Linked DNA regions of Rattus norvegicus: region 1 is linked to region 2. The links are chromatin contacts, called in public Hi-C maps. All regions are on one chromosome and are shown on one strand. Each heading gives the region's core, a stretch centred on a gene start, on an enhancer-like site or on the middle of the called end of the contact. The rest is flanking DNA. Distances are from core to core; before and after follow the strand shown.

The links. A called contact is a pair of places that touch in the nucleus more often than the background predicts.
Region 1: a Hi-C map of liver shows a contact between it and region 2, with 3 times the contacts expected there. The contact joins the promoter of Rassf3 here to the enhancer-like site in region 2. A contact is called at or near these places in 6 of 12 Hi-C or Micro-C datasets (Schwann cells, kidney, liver and 1 more).

What each region holds. Positions count from the first base shown.
Region 1 is chr7:58,884,748-58,889,725 of GRCr8, reverse strand. Rassf3 (Ras association domain family member 3) reads left to right here and starts at 3,706. Exons shown (of 5, transcript NM_001108747.2): 1 at 3,706-3,979. The coding sequence starts at 3,869.
Region 2 is chr7:58,837,608-58,842,193 of GRCr8, reverse strand. All of the region lies in intron 1 of Rassf3 (Ras association domain family member 3), which reads left to right. Among named protein-coding and RNA genes, the nearest start is that of Rassf3, 46 kb to the left of the region's middle. Within about 2 kb of position 3,298, at least 10 of the 93 cell types and tissues checked have an H3K27ac peak or open chromatin away from gene starts, as enhancers often do. A contact at or near this core is called in kidney and liver, where this site is marked.

The DNA of each region.
Region 1 (4,978 bases), core at 2,457-4,956, 47 kb before region 2:
CAGCTTGGCCAGATTCATGGTGTCATTTACATCCATAATTTGGCATCAGAATTCCCAGGTACCAAGTCCAGAGGGGTGTCTTTCTTCAAGGTTTGAAATGGTTCCCAAAACTTATCCAGCAAGATCTCTCTCCCGAGTTAGTGTCTCAATAGCTGGCTCTGTGCGACCAGCCCACACAAAGCTGTCTGTGGCAATGAAGGCAACCATGACTGACTGGCCTTAAGCCAAACCCCTGAGCTGCCACAGAACCTTTTATCCAAGGAGGATACTTGGGCCAAAGTGTTTAGTGATCAAAGAAGAAATGGGTATAAGATGCGGAGTATCCATCAAGGTCTAATATTTATGGTAAAAGGACTCATATTCCCTTGGCCCCATTCTGTCAAGGATTTTTGAAATTTCTTTCACTTCATTCTTACAGTAAGCCAAAGAGAATAAAAAGGGAACATTGTTATTCCAACTCTGCTGAAGACAAGCCTGTGTCACAGAGTAGCTAATTAATTTTAAAAGTCACACAACAGCGGGGTACCTTTAATTCCAGAACTCAGGAGGCAGAGGCAGGTAGACCTCTTGAGGTTGAGGCCAGCCTCGTCTCCATAGCTATACTGAGTTCAAGGGCTACATGTTGAGACCCCTGTCCCAAGAGGGGGCCAAAGTCATAAAAGAATAAGCAACAGGCACTGGAGAGAGGCTAACAATTAAGAACTCTGCCTACAGAGAACCTGGGTTGGGTTCAAATCCCAGGACTTACATGTCGGCTCATAATTGCCTATAATTTTATTTCTGGGGGATCTGACACCCTCTTCTGGCCTTGGGGGTACCAGACACACTTGTGGTACACGGACATAGATGCATGCAAAATGTCCATACACATAAAATACAAAAAAAATGACATAAAACCAATAAGCAAGAGTGCTGTCTTGGGCTGGAGAGATGGTTCATTGGCTATGAGCACTGACTGCTCTTCTAGAGGTCCCGCAAATCCCAGCAAACACGTGGTGGCTCACAACCATCTGTAATGGGATCCAAGAATGTGTTCTTTCTGATTAAATACTGGCTGGATTTTTTTTTTTAAGAGTGCTGTCTCTCCTTCCAATGCTGGTCTGTCTGTCCCTAGGCCATCCTCTTCCAGGTCACACAGGCACCAGTGAATTAGTGGTTGGTCGGTGTGACCTTTAGGATAAATCTCTGTGATGATATATCTGCTGTCTTAGTACACAGTAAGAATGTCACCTGTAATTGCAGGTACACAGATGTGATTGTGTCATGCATACTGTTTCATAATCTGCCTTACAAGAAACTTTCAGGAGTGAAAAAAATATAACCCTTTGTTTTATTTGTTTGCATTTTCATATCATTTAAAAATAGTTTATTTTTATGCATTGGTTTTTGCCATCATGTATGTTTATGTGAGGGTATTAGTTGCAGACAGTTTTAAGCTGTTATGTGGGTGCTGGGAATCAAACCTGGGTCCTCTGGAAGAACTGCCAATACTCTTAACCACTGAGCCATCCCTCTAGACACCAAACACCCATGCCATCTAACTCTATTCTCTGCTCAGTAACTGAGTACTTTATAAAGGCAAGTCAAATGTTACCATCCCTTTGCTCAAAATCTCTGGTAAAAAACAAAAAGCAAAACCTTTATAGCATAGTGGCTTTTTTGTGGTTGTTACGTTTTACCTTTTAATTTTTTCAAGCTGGGGATTGAACCCAGGGGGTTGAACCTTATACATGTTAGAAAAGCACTCTGCCACTGAGCTACATCTGTTACTGTTACTCTTCGGACAAAAGTTCTCAACACTGGCCCTTCCACTCAGTTAGGAAACATTCCACTCACAGTTAGGAAACATTGCTTTTCTTGCTCTAATTTGAATATGCCCAGCCAGCTCACTCCTGCCACAGGACCTTTCCACATGCTCTTCCTTCTGCCTGAAAAGTATTTCCCACACACAGCTACAGGACTAACTCCTTATCCTCCTGTGCATATTTTACAGAATATGGCATGGGTTATTTCTCTCATTGCTCTGACAAAGCTACTTTGTATACATTTTCTAACTTTTAAGCACGTTCCCCAGTTAACATAGAAAGACGAGATAAGCAGGCATTTCATGAGAATCTAAACCAATAGGCTCCTCTATCAGTGGGAAGTGTATGGTGATTCAGTCCACTTACAAATTCAGTTCAGTGTTTGACAATAAGTCCTTTCAAAACTGAGCGGGCCTGAGTCTATTTTATTTATTCTACCCTTTCCTTGGATTTTTAAAATAGGCTGTGACTCTGAGGCCCCTCTGGGGGTGAGTTCCCCTGGAGTGAAAGGCTATTTTGCAAGTTGGACACGTGAGTAAACCTACAGGAAGGCAGATTAGCCAGCCTCCTTTCTGCTTGAGGGTTGAAGGGATGATCTAGGAACCATTTCTTTTCCTTCTCCCTGTCTTCTCTCTGGTCTAGTTTTCCCTCCTCCTGGTTCTGGAGTGAAAGTTACTCACCCAGTTCTTATCCCAGAAAGGGTTATACAAAAACCCGAGGCGCCACAGAAGCAGCCGTCTCGGCCTGAAGGCGACTGCTATCTTTCTGTTTTAGTCCCAGCACTGGGAGAGCAGTGGAGAAAAGAGCTTATTTAGCCATAAGCAGTGATGACTTTCTCTTTAAAAAACCCCCTCTAAAAAAAGAAAAAGAACCTTCTGCTACAGCCTGCATACCATAGCGTCTTAAAGCTTCAAAACCTCTTTCCCATCAAGGTCTCTTGCAAGTAAGTTAGTAGGATTTAAGTCAACTCCATCACGCCAAGGTGAAAACGACCCCTCCAGGTGACCCTAAGCAAAGAAAATGTCGCATTTTAAACATTTAGCTGATTGCGAGGACTTTTTTCTCCCAAAGGGAAACCTTGTTTTTTGGTGTATGGGTGAACAGGGTGGTCTAATCTACTTGCCCCTCAGGAGGTGACTGTGTAAAACTGCTTGTGGAAGGCGACACTTATAAAGTACATTAAATTAAAACTACTGGATTGTTCGGTGATTATGAAATTTGTCCCCCAAAATCTCGATTGCTTTAGCCATCCACATTTGGGCGCGCCTTCGCCACAGGGAGGCGGGGAAGCTTTACTACCGAAGTTCAAAAGAACCAGAAAGGATGTTTTCTTTCAAATAAGCACAACCCAGTCGCTCTTACCCCACCCACCTTTGCTAACTTAGAATGGTCAGGGAGGAGCCAGCCGCACGCTGTGGCTCGTCCCCCTCCATGGAGGCCAGTACCACCAAGGCCGAGCCCGAAGAAGAGTGGGAAAAGTTCTCCATTATATTCCGGCCCGTTCCAAAACTTTCGGCTCCAGTAGCGGGGAGTCACTTAGGAATTCGGAATTTCCGGGCGGTTGGGGAAGCCCCACCAGGGGCGGCGCTCGAACCCGACTTCCCCCCCACTCTCCACCTCTGCTGGGCCCGAGGGCGTGACTGGGAGCCGTGGACCGGTCCCCACCTGCGCGCGCGGAGCTGGGCGGAACTCAGCCGTCTTGGCCTGTGGGGAGGGACCTGGGTGGAGCCTTGACTGCCGGAGGCGTGGCCTTGCTGGGACGATGACTGAGTGGGGGCGGGTCTTGACTGGGCGGAGCCTGGCCTAAGTGGGCGGGGCTTTGTCAGGCCGGGGGCTGGGTCCAGAAGGGGGCGGGGTCGTGGCGCCGCAGCGCGGGGAGAGGGCGGCGAAGACTGCGGGAGGGGACTGGAGGGCGGCTTGAGCGGCGGCCGCAGCTGCAGCTGGACGGCCGGCCGGCGGCTCGGGGCCGCGCGCCGGGAACCTCACGGGGCGGTCGGGCGCCGCACCCCGGCCTGGCCGCCTGCGCCCCGGGGAGGCCCCCTGAGCGCAACCGGACCAGCAGCATGAGCAGCGGCTACAGCAGCCTCGAGGAGGACGCGGAGGATTTTTTCTTCACCGCCAGGACCTCCTTCTTCAGGAGAGCGCCTCCGGGCAAGTCCCGTTCGGGTCAGCCGGTGAGTGGCGTGCTCGGGGTCCTGGCTCCACGTGTCTGCGCCCGCGCTGGGCGATGCTCGCCTGCGGGCTGCAGGGCGCTGAGAGTGGCCTTTGCCCTTTCGGCTCCTGAAAGGTGCTGGGAGCCAGTGTAGTGGGCGTGGGCCGCCCGCGGCGAGGGAAGGAGGTGGAAGGGCGCGGAGCCAGATGTCCTGGGCCGCTCTGCTTGGGGACGCCGGCTGCGGGAGCAGCTCCAGGAGCCGGGAGGTCCCCGGGCCACTCGGGATGGCTCTTTCGGCAGCCCTTCTGGGTAATGGCCGGGTCACTGCGCCGTCCTAGCTGCAGTTTGCTTCTAGCTGCAGTTTGCTCGATGGCCCTGCGTAGCATGAAGGCACTCAATGGCCCGGAATGACCGAGCAACCCCCGTGCGGGCAAGCTGCAGGGTGAATAGACCGGGCGATCATAGGTGCTCACTAAAGTCTGGGTCGCATTAGGTCCAGTTTGCGGGTGCTGCACACGTCCTAGGTAGACTTAACTCCAGAGGACTGAGCTCTACGCCGGTTTCTTCCTTTTTTGGAGGAAGGGTGCCGTGGGAAGTATGGCTTGGAAAAAGTCAGCACGGGAAGTTGTGCCAGTTTCACAGATCCTGACAAGGATTATTTTATTTTTTAGGGGCGTCTTCCAAACGGGGCACTTTGGCCGAACTTGTAAGGTCGGCGCTTAAAGCGGTGGCCTTCTGGCCCTGGAAGCCACACCAGGGAACGTGGCCAGCTCGGCCACTCTCGTCAGATATAAGTGCTTTAACGGAGCAAACTTGTTGCTTCTAAAAACACTGCAGACTCACACGGGACGTTTCTGTCAGCTCTGGAGTTGAAAAACAAGAGACTAGTCGTTCAGGGGGCCCAGTGATGGGGATTTTGGTGGAGAGGAACCTCTGCCCATATTGCCCCTTGCTAACCCTTTTAAGTTTAACAGGCCATTTTCTAAAGTAAAAATTCTTTATCAGATTTGGAAGTTCTAGA
Region 2 (4,586 bases), core at 2,049-4,548:
GTCTGTCCTGAGCAAGCGGCGTTCCTTGTAGTCCCTGGCCCACCGCTTCCGTAGCTTCCACAGTGCAGCATCCTGTGTTCTCAGGCGATGCCACATGAGCTGACCCTGCCCTGCCATCTTCAACCGCTTCCTGTCTGCTCTTTAGCAGGGAGAGAAAGGCAGCTTCCAAGGTGCACACCAGAGCTGCCCTGACTTGTACGCTCACCTGTGCACACGGTCCTTCAGTTAAATCAGTCCCCCACCCTCTTCAACACCAGATCAGGCCAGGTCAGGGATGAATCCTCCCCTGTCTTTGCCGGCTGCCCCTCTGGACAGTGGAGGAGGGCCAGCTGTTGACCCCTGATCGGAGGAAAGGTGGAGCTGGCTTCCTCTGGGCTTTAGGCTTCCTGTGCACACCACTGCAGGAGGAAAAGGAGCTGGAGGGTGTGTGAATCCTCAGCATAGAAGAGCCTCCCCTGCAGAGACAGTGTAAATTACAGACAAACACTAATTAAAACAAAAACACAGACAGCCACAGTTCCCCGGGGCAGCTGCAGGGCAGCCTGTGCTTATAAATTGGTCAATTGTGTGACATTAGGAACCAACTATTATTTTTGGCTGTGTGTGTGTGTGTGTGTGTCTGTGAATGTGTGAGCATGGGTGTGTATTTGTGAGTGTGTGTGATGTGTTTTCACAGACTGTCTACCTTACAGCTGTAGTTTCTCCTCTCCTCTCCTCTCCTCTCCTCTCCCACACCCCCCCCCCCCATTTCTGCTGTCTGTAGGTGCAGATGGCTATCAGCCTTGCCCGGCTGGTGCCTCTGTTTGCTTTGGGGGCAGTGGGCATGACCGTGGGACTCAGTCTCACTGGTGAAGTGCTCAGGTGACTTAAGGTTATTTTTGTTGCCAAGGCTGTTTATTTTCTGTACATGAAAGGCCACTTTCCAGCCCCAGACTTCACTTTCTTCTTCTCTTCAGCCAACCAGACCCTGAAGAAGGCTTTTGGAATGTTTGTAATTCTTATATATTTTTATGGAAAAAGAGAAGTGTGTGTGTGTTCCAGACCTCCGCAGATGAAGGACAAACACTGTTAGCATTTTGGCATACTGCCATATTTGGGCACTTCTTTATTAGGTCTCCCAGGCTGGCCTGAAACTTGCCGAGTAGCCAAGGATAACACCGGCTCTGCTCTGAGTGCTGGGATTAAAGGCATATACCACCACACCCAGTTTATGGGTTCCCAGGACTTGAACCCAGGACTACCCACATGCTCGGCGGCAGGCACCCTGTCTACTGTGCTGGCTATTGATTGACTGATTGACTGATTTGCTGTGTTTGTACTTGGTAGAGCAGTAGAGTGTCCTCCCTGGCTTTTCTTTTCATTTAGAAACTCTTTCCATGAGCTATGTGGTACGTCAAAGGATATGATGGTATCTGGGCCCTTGGGGGGGCCGACCCCCAATACTTGAAATGGTTTTACAAGTTTTGAATGGACTCTTTGGTCATGGCTAAGTAGGAATTCTTTAGTTGCCAAGTGTAGCGTCATCACACACTTCCAATTACCACACAATTAATTGAGTACTTCTCTGGTAAAGTAACCGGCCTCCACCACTCAGCCTGTCAGTTGTGAAGGGTGTCAGGTAGTGCCTGGGAAGTAACTGTGACAAGATTGACCAGGGGGAGCTCTCCAACCCGCCTTGGAGTTAGGGGTGGCGACCTCTGCTTGAGATACTGTGGGAGAAAAGAGCAGCAGAATGGGGCTGAGGGATAGAGACACCTCCTACTCCTTAGTGTGGAGTTGAATCCTAATTTTGAGTCTTTGCTGTTAGTGGTGCCAGAGCTCTCTAAGGCAGCGAGTGGGTATGGGCTAGGCCACTAGGCTGGGTTCACTGAGCAGGGAGCACTAAGCACTCGCTACTCTGTGGACATCTCTCCTGTCATGCCACGGTCCTGGTCTGGCCAGCCTGTGTTCTGACACACTCTGGGTAGCTTACACCTCCGGATCCTTCCCACATTTTCTCCCAGCTGCCACAGAGCAGGAGGCAGGAAGAGGATTCCCATAGAGGACGACAGGGAGCTCCCTCTGCAGGGTTCCTGGTTTTCTTTGACCCCAGAGTGTGCAATCTGACCACGTTGGCAAGGAGAAAGAAGATAATCCCGAGGGCTGCAAAGCCAGTTTTGGATCAGCACTCTGGAGATGGCGCCACCAAGGCACAGGGGCTGGCCGGCGTCCTCCGTGGCGCTTGCTCTGGGCTGGCAGTGTCCTTTTGAGGTACAGGCCACCAAGTGGGGCAAGCACCTTCACTGTGTCTTCTCTTGGCAGAAGGAGTCAGTATGATTTGAGCCATGCCTTTTAAGGGCTCGGAACCAGCTTATCAAAAGAGTCATCTTGGGGGCAGTGCAGGAATATTCTGACAAGGGATGGCTGGGTTGAGTTAATGAGAGCTAGTGATATAAACAGTTTAACCTAAACTCCTTGTGGGCTTTTCAGACTGTCATATTTCTGTAAAAGCAAGCAGTCAGAGCTAGGATACTTACTAGTAGAATAAGTCTCAGGATCTGCTGGGTCCTGGGCTCACCTGTAGCGTGACTCCTTCCTTTTGGTGCTGTGGACCTGGGGTGTGTAAGTTCAAGCAAGCGCTAAGAATGCTCAGATTGGCACATTAGTGAGGCCGCAGGGTGGTATGTGGTGGTGGTGGTGGGGATCAGAACTATGTTAATCTGAGCCACAGTGGAGTTCAGTGTGACCTCTTGGACATGGTCTCCCCGTTGTTCTGGCCATTGGCATTTATACTTTTGTTACCTGGAAACACAGAGCCTACGGTGGAGTTAAGCCTCCTTTCATATGGAGGTAACTTACACTTGTAACAGGAAAAAGAAAGACAACCCAATCCTTTCCCATAGACCTGTTTCAGATCATTTTACCTGTGTCTCCCTGTGTGCCGTGTGCATGCAGTGCCTGCAGAGGCCAGAAGGGGGTGTCAGATCCCCCTGCAACTGGAGTTATGGGTGGTTGTGAACCCTCCTGTGTGTGGGTGGGAATAGAACCTAAGTCCGTCCCCCACCCCCCACCCCCCACCCCCCCAGGTGAAGACCGAACTCAGGACCTTGTGGTTGCTAGGCAATCGCTCTACCACTGTGCTAAATCCCCAACCCCCCTAACTTCTGATTTTACTAAGACTTTTTTTTTCTCTGTAAGTTAGGTGTCACCTGGCAAAGTTGCCAGGAGTTTTGTTTGCCTGTCTCTGCCCTTGACTGACTCTTAGAGCCTGTTGGTGGAGGAACCACATGCAGGGTTTCTCAGCCGTCCTCACTGGCCTACCACATCCCAGCATTCCTTTCTAGTCTCCAAACAAGCCTGTTGGATTTCCGTTCTCTGGAACCTGGCCTTACCCACAGAGTTTCAAAAGTCATGGAGGCTGTGGCGGCATGAGATTTTACCACTAGACTCTGACTCTGTGGAAACTTCCAGTGTCCCTGGGCTGACCTGAGGTGGGAGAGGGAGGAGGATCCTGAGCCCTGGTAGTAAGTGCCCTTAGCTGATGGTCTGTGACCACTGATGACTCCAGGGTCTACCTCCAGATTGCACCAGTGAGATTCTTTTTTTTTTTTTTTTTTTTTTTTTGGTTCTTTTTTTCGGGAGCTGGGGACCGAACCCAGGGCCTTGCGCTTCCTAGGCAAGCGCTCTACCACTGAGCTAAATCCCCAACCCCTCCAGTGAGATTCTTAATCTGCTGGAATCTGGGGCAGCAGGTCTGGTTTGTTTTGTTTTGTTTTGTTTTTGAGCCTCTCTCTCTTTCTCTCTTCCTTCCTGGCTTCAGGCACTTTCTTATCTTTATTTTTCTCAGTTAATTTTCCTAATCTTCAGCATGATTACTTTGTAGTGCTTGATTAGGGGAGCTTTGCAGGCTGGTAAAAGTGAGTGTTAGATGATGTAAGGGGACAAAGACCATAGTTCAGGGCCATGCTAGTCAAAAAACGGAGGCCTTGAGTTGACATGTTCTTAAAAAAACTCCTGTCTCCAGGGCAACCTGGGCTGACCTTTGCCCACGCTCTGCCTCCCCAGCCACCTCACTCTTTTCCTAGTTGCCTGGGCAGATTAGCCACATTTGTGTGTGCCTGGCCTCTCTCTTACTTCATGCACCCGAAAAAAAAAAAGAGAGAGAGAGAGAGAACCAATTAAAACCAGCGATGAATTGTGTCACCATTCAGAAATGAATGACATCGCTATTGACTTCCTTTGAAAACGCTTCAACCTGTGATGTCTAAGGCTGAGTGTAATCTGTTATACATTTAGGGTTGGGACCTAAGACTAGGGCACTCCTGAAGAGCCGGGCCACCTCCAAGTTTGTTTTCTGGCTCCAAACAAACGAGTGGCTGTTTGCCGATTGGCACACGACCTGGTTTTAAAAGCACAACCATATAGGGTATTGGCGGAGTGGTGACTGGGGCTTTAAAGAGTGAGGTCATGGAAGGCTCAGATGAAGCTCTTCCAATGTGTATCACAACTTCAATTAATCTTATTAACATGTTAGGCCTGAGCCTGCTTTCACGGCCCGGGTGTGCCAGGGTATTTACGGGGCATGCTTTGAAGGGCTTTTGGTTTTT